Linked DNA regions of Mus musculus: all the other regions are linked to region 1. A link is a contact called in public Hi-C and HiChIP or PLAC-seq data. All regions are on one chromosome and are shown on one strand. The core of a region is the stretch at or near the end of the contact, and the rest is flanking DNA. Distances in the headings are between cores, read along the strand shown. Region 1 overlaps Aff3 (AF4/FMR2 family, member 3). Region 2 has its middle 100 kb from the start of Gm34596. Region 3 overlaps Lonrf2 (LON peptidase N-terminal domain and ring finger 2).

What was found. A called contact is a pair of places that touch in the nucleus more often than the background predicts. HiChIP or PLAC-seq counts read pairs in DNA pulled down with a chosen protein or histone mark.
Region 2: a Hi-C map of cortical neurons shows a contact between it and region 1, with 2.0 times the contacts expected there. The contact joins two enhancer-like sites. A contact is called at or near these places in 1 of 15 datasets of contacts at CTCF or cohesin (the NIH/3T3 cell line), 2 of 484 Hi-C or Micro-C datasets (cortical neurons and nephron progenitors), 3 of 115 datasets of contacts at active chromatin or transcription factors (embryonic basal ganglia, embryonic stem cells and stem cell-derived neural progenitor cells) and 1 of 9 other capture datasets (embryonic stem cells).
Region 3: a contact with region 1 is called in an H3K27ac HiChIP or PLAC-seq map of VIP interneurons, with 11 times the contacts expected there. The contact joins two enhancer-like sites. A contact is called at or near these places in 4 of 115 datasets of contacts at active chromatin or transcription factors (VIP interneurons, embryonic basal ganglia and embryonic stem cells) and 1 of 9 other capture datasets (macrophages).

The regions. Positions count from the first base shown.
Region 1 is chr1:38,199,100-38,201,857 of GRCm38.p6, forward strand. All of the region lies in intron 15 of Aff3 (AF4/FMR2 family, member 3), which reads right to left. Among named protein-coding and RNA genes, the nearest start is that of Gm16150, 19 kb to the right of the region's middle. Within about 2 kb of position 1,327, at least 40 of the 459 cell types and tissues checked have an H3K27ac peak or open chromatin away from gene starts, as enhancers often do. A contact at or near this core is called in VIP interneurons and cortical neurons, where this site is marked.
Region 2 is chr1:38,729,063-38,731,914 of GRCm38.p6, forward strand. No RefSeq gene overlaps it. Among named protein-coding and RNA genes, the nearest start is that of Gm34596, 100 kb to the left of the region's middle. Within about 2 kb of position 1,534, at least 15 of the 459 cell types and tissues checked have an H3K27ac peak or open chromatin away from gene starts, as enhancers often do. A contact at or near this core is called in cortical neurons, where this site is marked.
Region 3 is chr1:38,814,997-38,818,218 of GRCm38.p6, forward strand. Lonrf2 (LON peptidase N-terminal domain and ring finger 2) reads right to left here. Exons shown (of 12, transcript NM_001029878.2): 3 at 3,066-3,188; 4 at 969-1,124. Among named protein-coding and RNA genes, the nearest start is that of Lonrf2, 20 kb to the right of the region's middle. Within about 2 kb of position 1,510, at least 22 of the 459 cell types and tissues checked have an H3K27ac peak or open chromatin away from gene starts, as enhancers often do. A contact at or near this core is called in VIP interneurons, where this site is marked.

The DNA of each region.
Region 1 (2,758 bases), core at 77-2,576:
CCAGTCATCACTGTTGGTGGGGGATGTTAGGAGACTGGGGCTCCCAGGTGTTGCTGTCTGCACACACCCTGTTGAAGCAGCTAGACAGTGTTTAAGCAGTAAAGATCCCTACGCAGCTTTGTTCTTTGATGGATACTGACTGGAATCCTAAGGAGCTTGGAACTTGGTGTCTCCAGAGGGGAAGCACCCTACGCCGCATGCGTTTCTGACACCACTCAGAGTACCTTTCTCAGGCTGTGCTGGCTAAGGCAGGCAAGGTTTGAATCATTTAAGCAACTTTTATTGAGATGGAAAACCATCCATCTCACTGCTGTTCTTCTCTGCGTTGGATGTTTCAGCAATCGATTTTAGCAGGGCCTGAAGGTTTCAGTAAGAGAAGGATGTATCCTTTTCCTTCCATCCGACCTTTCTGTTTTTCCATCCATCAGAATAAAGTAGGGACCCAACCTGAATATGCAATGGAAACAGTTCCCTAAGAACAAAAAGGTGGGGTCCAGCTTTGCTGCAGCAAGGTCTCCCTCAGGACAGCAGTGCTGTGGAAAGGTCCCCAGAGTGCCCTGCCTATGACAATAGGGCCTATGCAGACATTCTACTTGTTTCCTTTGATTAAGTCATGCTGTGGGAGATTCACCCTCTCATATGCAGGAATCTTCCCTTCCTCTATAAAATTAAAATCCTTTTAGCTAGGAGAGTGCGCCATGTAATTACCTTACACATGGTAAGCCCCAGTCCCTTCCTGCCATTCACACTTACCATGCTCACGGCCTTCAGTACTGCGTGTTCCAGGGAGCCCTCATTCAGCTCAGGAGGGATAGCTAGCTCTGCTTCTGCTCCTGGCATCATGGGGACAGATGGGACATTTGGTAGATGGGCTGGGTGCTCTGGTCGTGACCGCCTCTTCCATGGAAATACGGGCAGAGGACAGTACATCCTTCAGAGAGCAGCAGGCAGTGCTGGCCTCCAGCCCCACTGGCTTCTAACACAGCAATACGGCTGGCAGGAGCCGGGCTTCATTCCTAGCCAAGCCTTTCACCATGTAGCTCCATGAATTCAGTATTTCTGGACTGAGGCTTCCCATGCCATATCTCTCTCAATTCTCCCCGGCCAAAGCTCCCTGTCACTAATTACAACACCAAATAATACACAGCTCGCTGCTTTGCACTAATAAGACCAGCATCTAAGCTGCGGGTTGAACCAAGCACCGCCGCTCCTTGATATAAATTCTCGGATCCTGTCTTTTCAAAGAAAAGTCTGTTTTCCACCTTCCTCCTGAGGCTGTGGAGTAGTAATTGTCCCTGCTTTTCATGCTTTTGTGGAATGTCAGGGGAGGAGGGGCTGTCAGACTGCTGCTAGTCTGCGCCTGCAGCTTACCAAGAGCAAGCCGACCTTGATTCAGGTTCTAAAATAAGAGCTAACCCCTTCAGTTCATTTGCATCCTCAGAGCACTAACTGCTGCTTAATTGGTAAGAAACATAGGAAGTGAGGTGTGGAAGGCATGAATCTAAGCGCTCTTTCATGCAAGTTTATGGGAAAAGAAAGAAAGATGGAAAGATCCAGGCCCTCCCCTGGGAAAGGTATTTATAAGTCAGCTATATTTATTCAGCACCCATTCTTGACAGCCTGGTGGCTTCAGTTGTCTGAATTGTATGTTTATTCAACCATTAACAGTATTTATAATACAAAAGGATGAATTTCCTTTTTTAAAAAAAGCTATGTGCAGGGGAGTCGTCCCCCTCTGTGGAGAAGGGGAGAAGGGTGGAGGAGGTCTGGTGAGAGCCAGGACCCAGAGGAGAGGGAGAGGGGAAGATGTGACTGGGTTGCAAAGTAAATAACTAAATCAAGGAATGAAACAAACTAACTAAGCCAGAGTGTGGCACCTGTTACTTTTTGGATCTTTCTAGTTGTTTCCTATCAGCTTCTCAGTGGCTCTGCCCTAATGATCTGGCACCCTCCCTTTCTTCTCCTGGCAGCTTTTCTGTTCATCTCAGGCCCCATTGATGCCCCAGTGAAGATAAGCCAAAGAAAGTGGAAGGGGCTGAGGACCTTCTTGACCAGGAAGCTGCCAGGGCAGAAAATGTCAGGTAAAAGAGGAAGAAAAGGAAGTGAGAGAGGAGGAAAAGGAAGTGAGAGGAGGGAAGGAAAAGAGGAGGAAAAAATCCAATGGGAAAGGGGAGGGCAGGAAGGGTTTATTTGCATCACTCGCCTAGGGATGGTACTGCCCATAGTGGGCTGGGCTCCTACACCAACGGACACTCAAGAGAACGCCCCATAAACATAGCCTCAGGCCATTTCTTATGGAGACAGTTGCTTAACTGAGGTTTCCTCTTCCCAGATGTGTCAAGTTAGAACTAATTATGACAGAAGGGAAGGAAGAACGGGGGATGTGGGAGTACACATGAAGGGGGAAGAAGAGGAAAAGCTGATGGGAACTAAGATAAGGAACTAAGAGGGAAGAGAAGGGGCGGGAAGAGGAGCAGGTGTGACCATAGTCACAGTAGTGGTGGTTGTATTGGTCCACCATGGGCTTCTCTCCTCTGACTCTGGAGAATAACAGAATGAACTCATCAGTATATCCTGGCTGTTGCCTGTACCTGGCACATAGTAGGTGCTTTGTATATAGCAGCTGGGTGTGTAAGACATTTTGCATGTTAGGTGACTTTGGTCTCTCGAGGGACAGCTATTTTCATGGCTTAAAGGGAGAGACAATGTTGGTTCTTGGCCTTTCGAGTTTTTAGACTCTTCCCACAGCTTTCTTAGG
Region 2 (2,852 bases), core at 284-2,783, 530 kb after region 1:
AGAGCAAATGAACAACTGTGGGGAGATGCTGGGATTACCATTTGGGCATTCCGACAAACAACAGCATTCATCACTACTGTTGCAAGCAAGGGTTTTGAGGGATAATCCAGTTTCATTGTCAAAAGTGATACTTTAATTACTATGTAAGAGACACTGATCGTTCCCTCTCTGTGTCTGGCGGATATTTCTGAAAAAGAAGAGAGGGAAAGACCAAGACCTGCTGCCTTGGCAGAAGCGTCCCTCTGGGTGACATTACCAGCCCTTCGGACACCAGGATGTGACTGCCCAGGCTCCTGCACAGGAGACCATAAAACAAGATTAGCTAACTACAGGAATGGCAGTGCAGGGCTTTGGTGCTGTGCCCAGCCACAGAGCATCCTGGCTGTCACTTGCATGTCCAGCTTATCCTCCTGCTCCATGGGTGCTGTCCTTAGCTGTGGTCTCACTAGGACAGAATGCCAGGATTCGCCTCCTGCCCCCCCACACCCCAAAATATTAGTGAGCAGAAGCCCAGCCCAGGAGACAGGGAAGTCAGCTGGGAAGCCCAGCTCTCCTCCCCACTTGAGCCTGATAAGTTTCACTCTGGTTAACCCGGCATGAACTCTACAGCACTTGTCCCAGAGGACCAGGAGGGCATAGTATTGAACAGCAGCTGTTTTGTCTGCTACTTTGTTTATGTGTCCTTTTGTTTTAAATAACAACCTGTCAAATTTTACCTAGCCAGAAACCGAAGCTCTGCCCTGAGCACACGGCCACAGTGAAGTGACAGGACAAGTTCTCTGCTGTCACCTTCCTCCCTTGAGGAATAAACACCCAAGCCCAACATGCATGTACAGGACTCAAACACGTTTCCTAGTTTTGCCTTTAAGCAAGCACACATGCACACATACATGTGCACAAGCACACACTTGTGCACACATACCACACATGTATATGTGCATGCACATGAGCACGCACACACACACACATGCATGCACGATCTGACAAAAGATAGCGTTAGCATCAATAACAACAGCCAATATTCAGGACAAGCTTAGCATGGAAACAGTTTGGGAGTCAGTATAAGCCTCCTCCAGAATACACTGCTGTCAAGAGAGTCAGTGTGCAGCAGTAGGTGCCAATCCTATTTTTATACTAGCCCTACTGAATTCTTGATATCCAGCAAAGAAGGGGGGAAATCACAGCTTAACATAAAACGGCAGATGTAACGAAACCTCACTAACAGCTTAGTCTCATAAGGAGACAGATGGAAAACTTCTCTCCAGAGATGGCTGCTTCTAGAATTCCAGAAGGAGCTTGGGGTGGATTGGCTGGTAGGAGGCTTCGAAGGAGCTCAGGTCTGAATTTCAATGAGGAGGGAACACTTTTTAGTTTAAATGCAAGATTTCAGTTATCTCTCTTTTAGGAAACAGGGAGATTACACCATGCATCGGTTTCATCTAGGACGGAAAAAGCAGCACTCCAAACCTTAGGCTCTCCCTCAGTGTCTGAGTCCAGCAAAGAACGGAAGATGCTGCAGGCTCTTTGTTTCCTATAGAGGCACCACAATGCCATCATCTGTTCAGGAACAGAAAGGAAGAACCTTCCAAGGTGTTATCAGGGAACCCAAGTGTTGGAAAAGAATTATTTCCATGATAAAAACACTGCTGGCTTTTGGCTCACAAATAGGTGGAGAGGCCAATACCTACTTTCCAGGGTCTCAGGGGTCCAGCATCACGAAATGCTATGCAGTCTGCACAGTGCAGAACACACAACAGACTGCTGCCGAGCTCTACGTCACAGAGACGGCCCAGACTCTGCAAGCCTCATTTTCCTCATGGGAAAACAGGCCAGACTCACACAAGGCACAGGCCATCTCATTTGTGCCAAATCTGGACCACTTGGCTGCCTGGACCTTCCCTTCCCAAGATGTCATTCAGGGAAGGACGGTAGGTCCTCTGTAAGAGCCGCAGACCTCGTCCCATCAACAAAGGGCTTCTCCTGTGGACTGTGACACCTCCGTGGTTTATCCAGTACCCATCATCCTGTCAACATGACTTCAATATTAGAATGGCTCCACAGTCCTCAAGGCAAAATTTGCATAATACCCTGGTTAAGGTTTGGGGACTGTCCAAAGCACATCTCTTAGATGACATTCTTTGGGGGATTTATGCTAATAGGTCGTCCAAATCTTCACCATAATTACAGGCCGTTGAATCCAGTGGCCTGGTTCCTCTAAAACCTAATTCACTTTTTATATGAATCATGCATTTCAAAACAATGAGCACACGCTTCTCCTGGAAAACGCTGCAGACAACGGACTGCTCCATCCTCCCCAGCACTGCTCCAGCCTCCCCAGCACGCCCACCTGACTTTTGGACCCACCACACACTAGTACAAATGACTCAGGGGCATGAACAGCCAAGTGCAAATTCCACATTTTAAAAGATAGACTAGGAAAAAGGTGAACTTCCCTCTGAATTCCAAGAAAGCATAGGAAATGGTATGTTGAAAGTACGTTGCTGGCCAGGCAATGGTGGCGTATGCCTTTAATCCCAGCACTTGGGAGGCAGAGGCAGGTGGATTTCTGAATTCGAGGCCAGCCTGGTCTACAGAGTGAGTTCCACGACAGCCAGGGTTACACAGAGAAACCCTGTCTCGAAAAACCAAAAAATAAAATAAAATAAAAGTACATTGCCCTCCCCCTTTAAATGAAGAGAGGCAGCACACATGAGAAATTAAGAACCAAACCCTGTGATCATGTTAGTTATTCTGACATCAGACTTGAGGATCATCCATGGGGAGATGCTGGAAGCGGGAGACGGATTCCTCATCTTTTGGTGTTTCTGTAACTGTGGCACATAGGTATGGGT
Region 3 (3,222 bases), core at 260-2,759, 620 kb after region 1:
CAGAGACTACCCCACCTGAGGATCCATCCCATAATCAGCCACCAAACCCAGACACTATTGCATATGCCAGCAAGATTTTGCTAAAGGAACCCTGGTATAGCTGTCTCGTATGAGGCTATGCCAGTGCCTGGCAAATACAGAAGTGGATGCTCACAGCCATCTATAAGATGGAACATAGGGTCCCCAATAGAGAAGCTAGAGAAAGCACCCAAGGAGCTGAAGGGGTCTGCAACCCTATAGGTGGAACAACAATATGAACTAATCAGTACCCCCAGAGCTTTTGTCTCTAGCTGCATATGTAGCAGAAGATGGCCTAGTTGGCCATCACTGGGAAGAGAGGCCCTTGGTATTGCAAACTTTATATGCCCCAGTACAGGGAATGCCAGGGCCAAGAAGTGGGTGGGTAGGGGAGCAGGGCGGGGGGAGGGTATAAGGAACTTTTGGGATAGCATTTGAAATGTATATAAAGAAAATATCTAATAATAAAAAAAAAGAAATCCTATCTCAAAAATGAAGTGTAAACAACAGAAGACGACACCCAGTGTTTACCCCTAGTCTCTGCATGCACAAAACAGATCTCTGAGGAAGAAAACAGGGGCTGTGCTCTTCACAAGATTGGCTTTTTCTACTGGCTAATCAGAAATGCTTTACACCTTTCATGGTAAACCACAAGATAACTTATTGCTGGGAAGAGCAATCTTCACATCGGTAGCATATGCATCAGTGTATAAGTTATATATCATACATTTAGACCAATCTCTGCTTTCTTTTCTCTAAGATGAAATAATATCAGGTCTCCTGATGTTCTGTAGATGTTCTGAAATGTATGGAGATGTTTGGAGGGGCTCCAGAATTTCCATCACTGTCCCATTAGTTCCAATGACTTCACTTACAAGTTTTAACTAGTCACATGTAGCCCATGGGAGGCCATGACATGCAACCCAGTGGCAGACACATGCACTCCACACCTTAGGATTGTCTGCATTAGCGTGACCGCCTGCTTCTTCCAGAGGATACTGGGGATTCGTCTGGCCTTCACACAGGGCCTCTGGTCCAGTTTCAGTGGAAGATGTTGAGGTTTGGTGCTCACTTTCTGAAGTTGAAAAGAACACCTCACATATTACCTATAAAAATTTCAAAAACAGAAAACACATGGTCAAATACCCTGGAGGAAAAGGTCTCTAACACATTTTAATGGTTCAGTCAACAGAAGCCAATGCAAATTGTAAACATTTTGAAACCACAGACAGTATATTACTAACACTGCATTCCAATCCCTTTCCATCTGTCCTACCGAATATGAGCATCACGTCTGTCTTCTATCTGGTTCCTATGAGCTGCATCAAACCCCAAAGTGTCAAGGTTGAAGGCTGCAGAGTCTGCAGGGATCTCAGATTAAATCCAAGATGTCATTACCCACAGGACTGGGAATTTCTAGAGTGCTGCTCTGTTTATGGGCCAGGGAGCATCTGGTAACAGGCCAGAACTCAGGCTTAAGATTTATACACCATAATCAACCGGGGAAGGGAGGCCAGCTAGGTATTCTGGCTGCCAAGCCTTGCAGGCTCAGCTGAACCCAAGGGATTGATGCAAATGAAGAGTAGTGAACAGCACAGGAAAAAACGTAGACAAGCTCTGTTTTTAAAATCTCTTTCTTTGCTCTTCATGCTGCACTGTGAACATGGAGCACGGTGGTAAACAGCCTCTGTAATTTCAAGCAGTGAAGACTGGTCGGGATGTCAGTCACGGCATGGCTCTGCTACGGCTTCAGCAGAGCTGTGGGGGACAGGATTGCATTTCAGGCATATCAGTGGACTAATGTTAATTCCGTGATAAGGCATGTCCATCAGCCAGAGAATGCCGGAGGGGAGAAACATCACATGGTAAGCAGTACCAGGCAGACAAGAATCTACAAAATCCTGGGACCTGAGCATCCGTGCTCCATTTGAGTTTGCTCTGACTCTCACAGCAGCGGGGCGAGGGTCAGCTGGGAGAGACACACTTTCAGAGGAAGAGCTCTGTAGGTATGGTGAACATGATGGAGGAGCTCAGCCATGTGACATTACTGGCACAAGCTGCCACAGAGGCCAGAAACCTGACTGCAGCGCAGAGCAGCAGACACCAGCACAAGAAGAAATGGTATCTTCCCAGGAAGTTCTGCTTTAGACAAATCATGCCTATTTATTTCAGCTGACTACATTTCTAACAAGATCAGAGGGTATGGTCTTATGGGTAAGATGCAAGCGAATTTCCCAACGTGAACACAGGGGTGGAAAACTTCAACGTGTGGCAGCCAGATGTAGATGATGAAGCCAGAGGGTAAACGAGAAAGCTCACAGGGAGGAGACCGCAGAAACCCTCTTCTGCAAGGAAAACGTTCCAGAAATAAAGTCGTTCTTAAGGATCTAAGGCGGTTTCTCTCTCACAAGTGTGGAGGGGAAAACCGACTTGTGTTTTAAAGCGCCACAAAAGAAAATGTACTAGTCAGCAGAAATTATAGTGTAGACGTATTGGTAGCTGCTTCAGTGAAACCATGCTAACACAGGAGACACTGAAGGTAAACAAAAGCCCCCAGTCACTGGAAATGCTACATAAAGGCCATGAGTACTGTCTAGGCATTTGGCAAGGATGGATGGATGGAGTCCTACACTAAGTAGGATGCAATGGTGTATGTGTGCACCACACTGATAAAGCTCTGCTGCACGTCACAGGGGAAGTCTGTGGAGTGAACTGTACACATGTCTCAATGCCTCTTACTGGGTCCTTCACAAGCCCTAGCTAGGATCAATGCTCCATCTCCACAGCCTTGTATTGCATCGTGATTCTCCTGCCAATCTCTCATCACATCTGGGCTGTGTGTGCACTGCCTCATCAGATGCACTGCTGCATACTCAATTAGGAGTTATCAAATGGGGAGCCTATTATTATTACTGTGCTGTTCATTACACCGTCACAGGCATTTGAAATCATGTTTGCTGCTCTTACAGCAAGGGATCCCCCCCATGACACAAAGCCACATGTCAAATGTGATACCCAAGGGGGAGGTTGCTTATGACAATGAATACCTTCTGTGTTTCTTTCTTCGCCGAGTTGCACTCAGGGTTTAAAGCAAGGCAGTAGATAAATTCCTTTAACACTTCTCTATGTCTTCCCAATCCAGAAAGAATCTGGGCTTTTATATGGTGCCCCTGGATTTACCCAAAGACAAAGAGTGCATTTTAA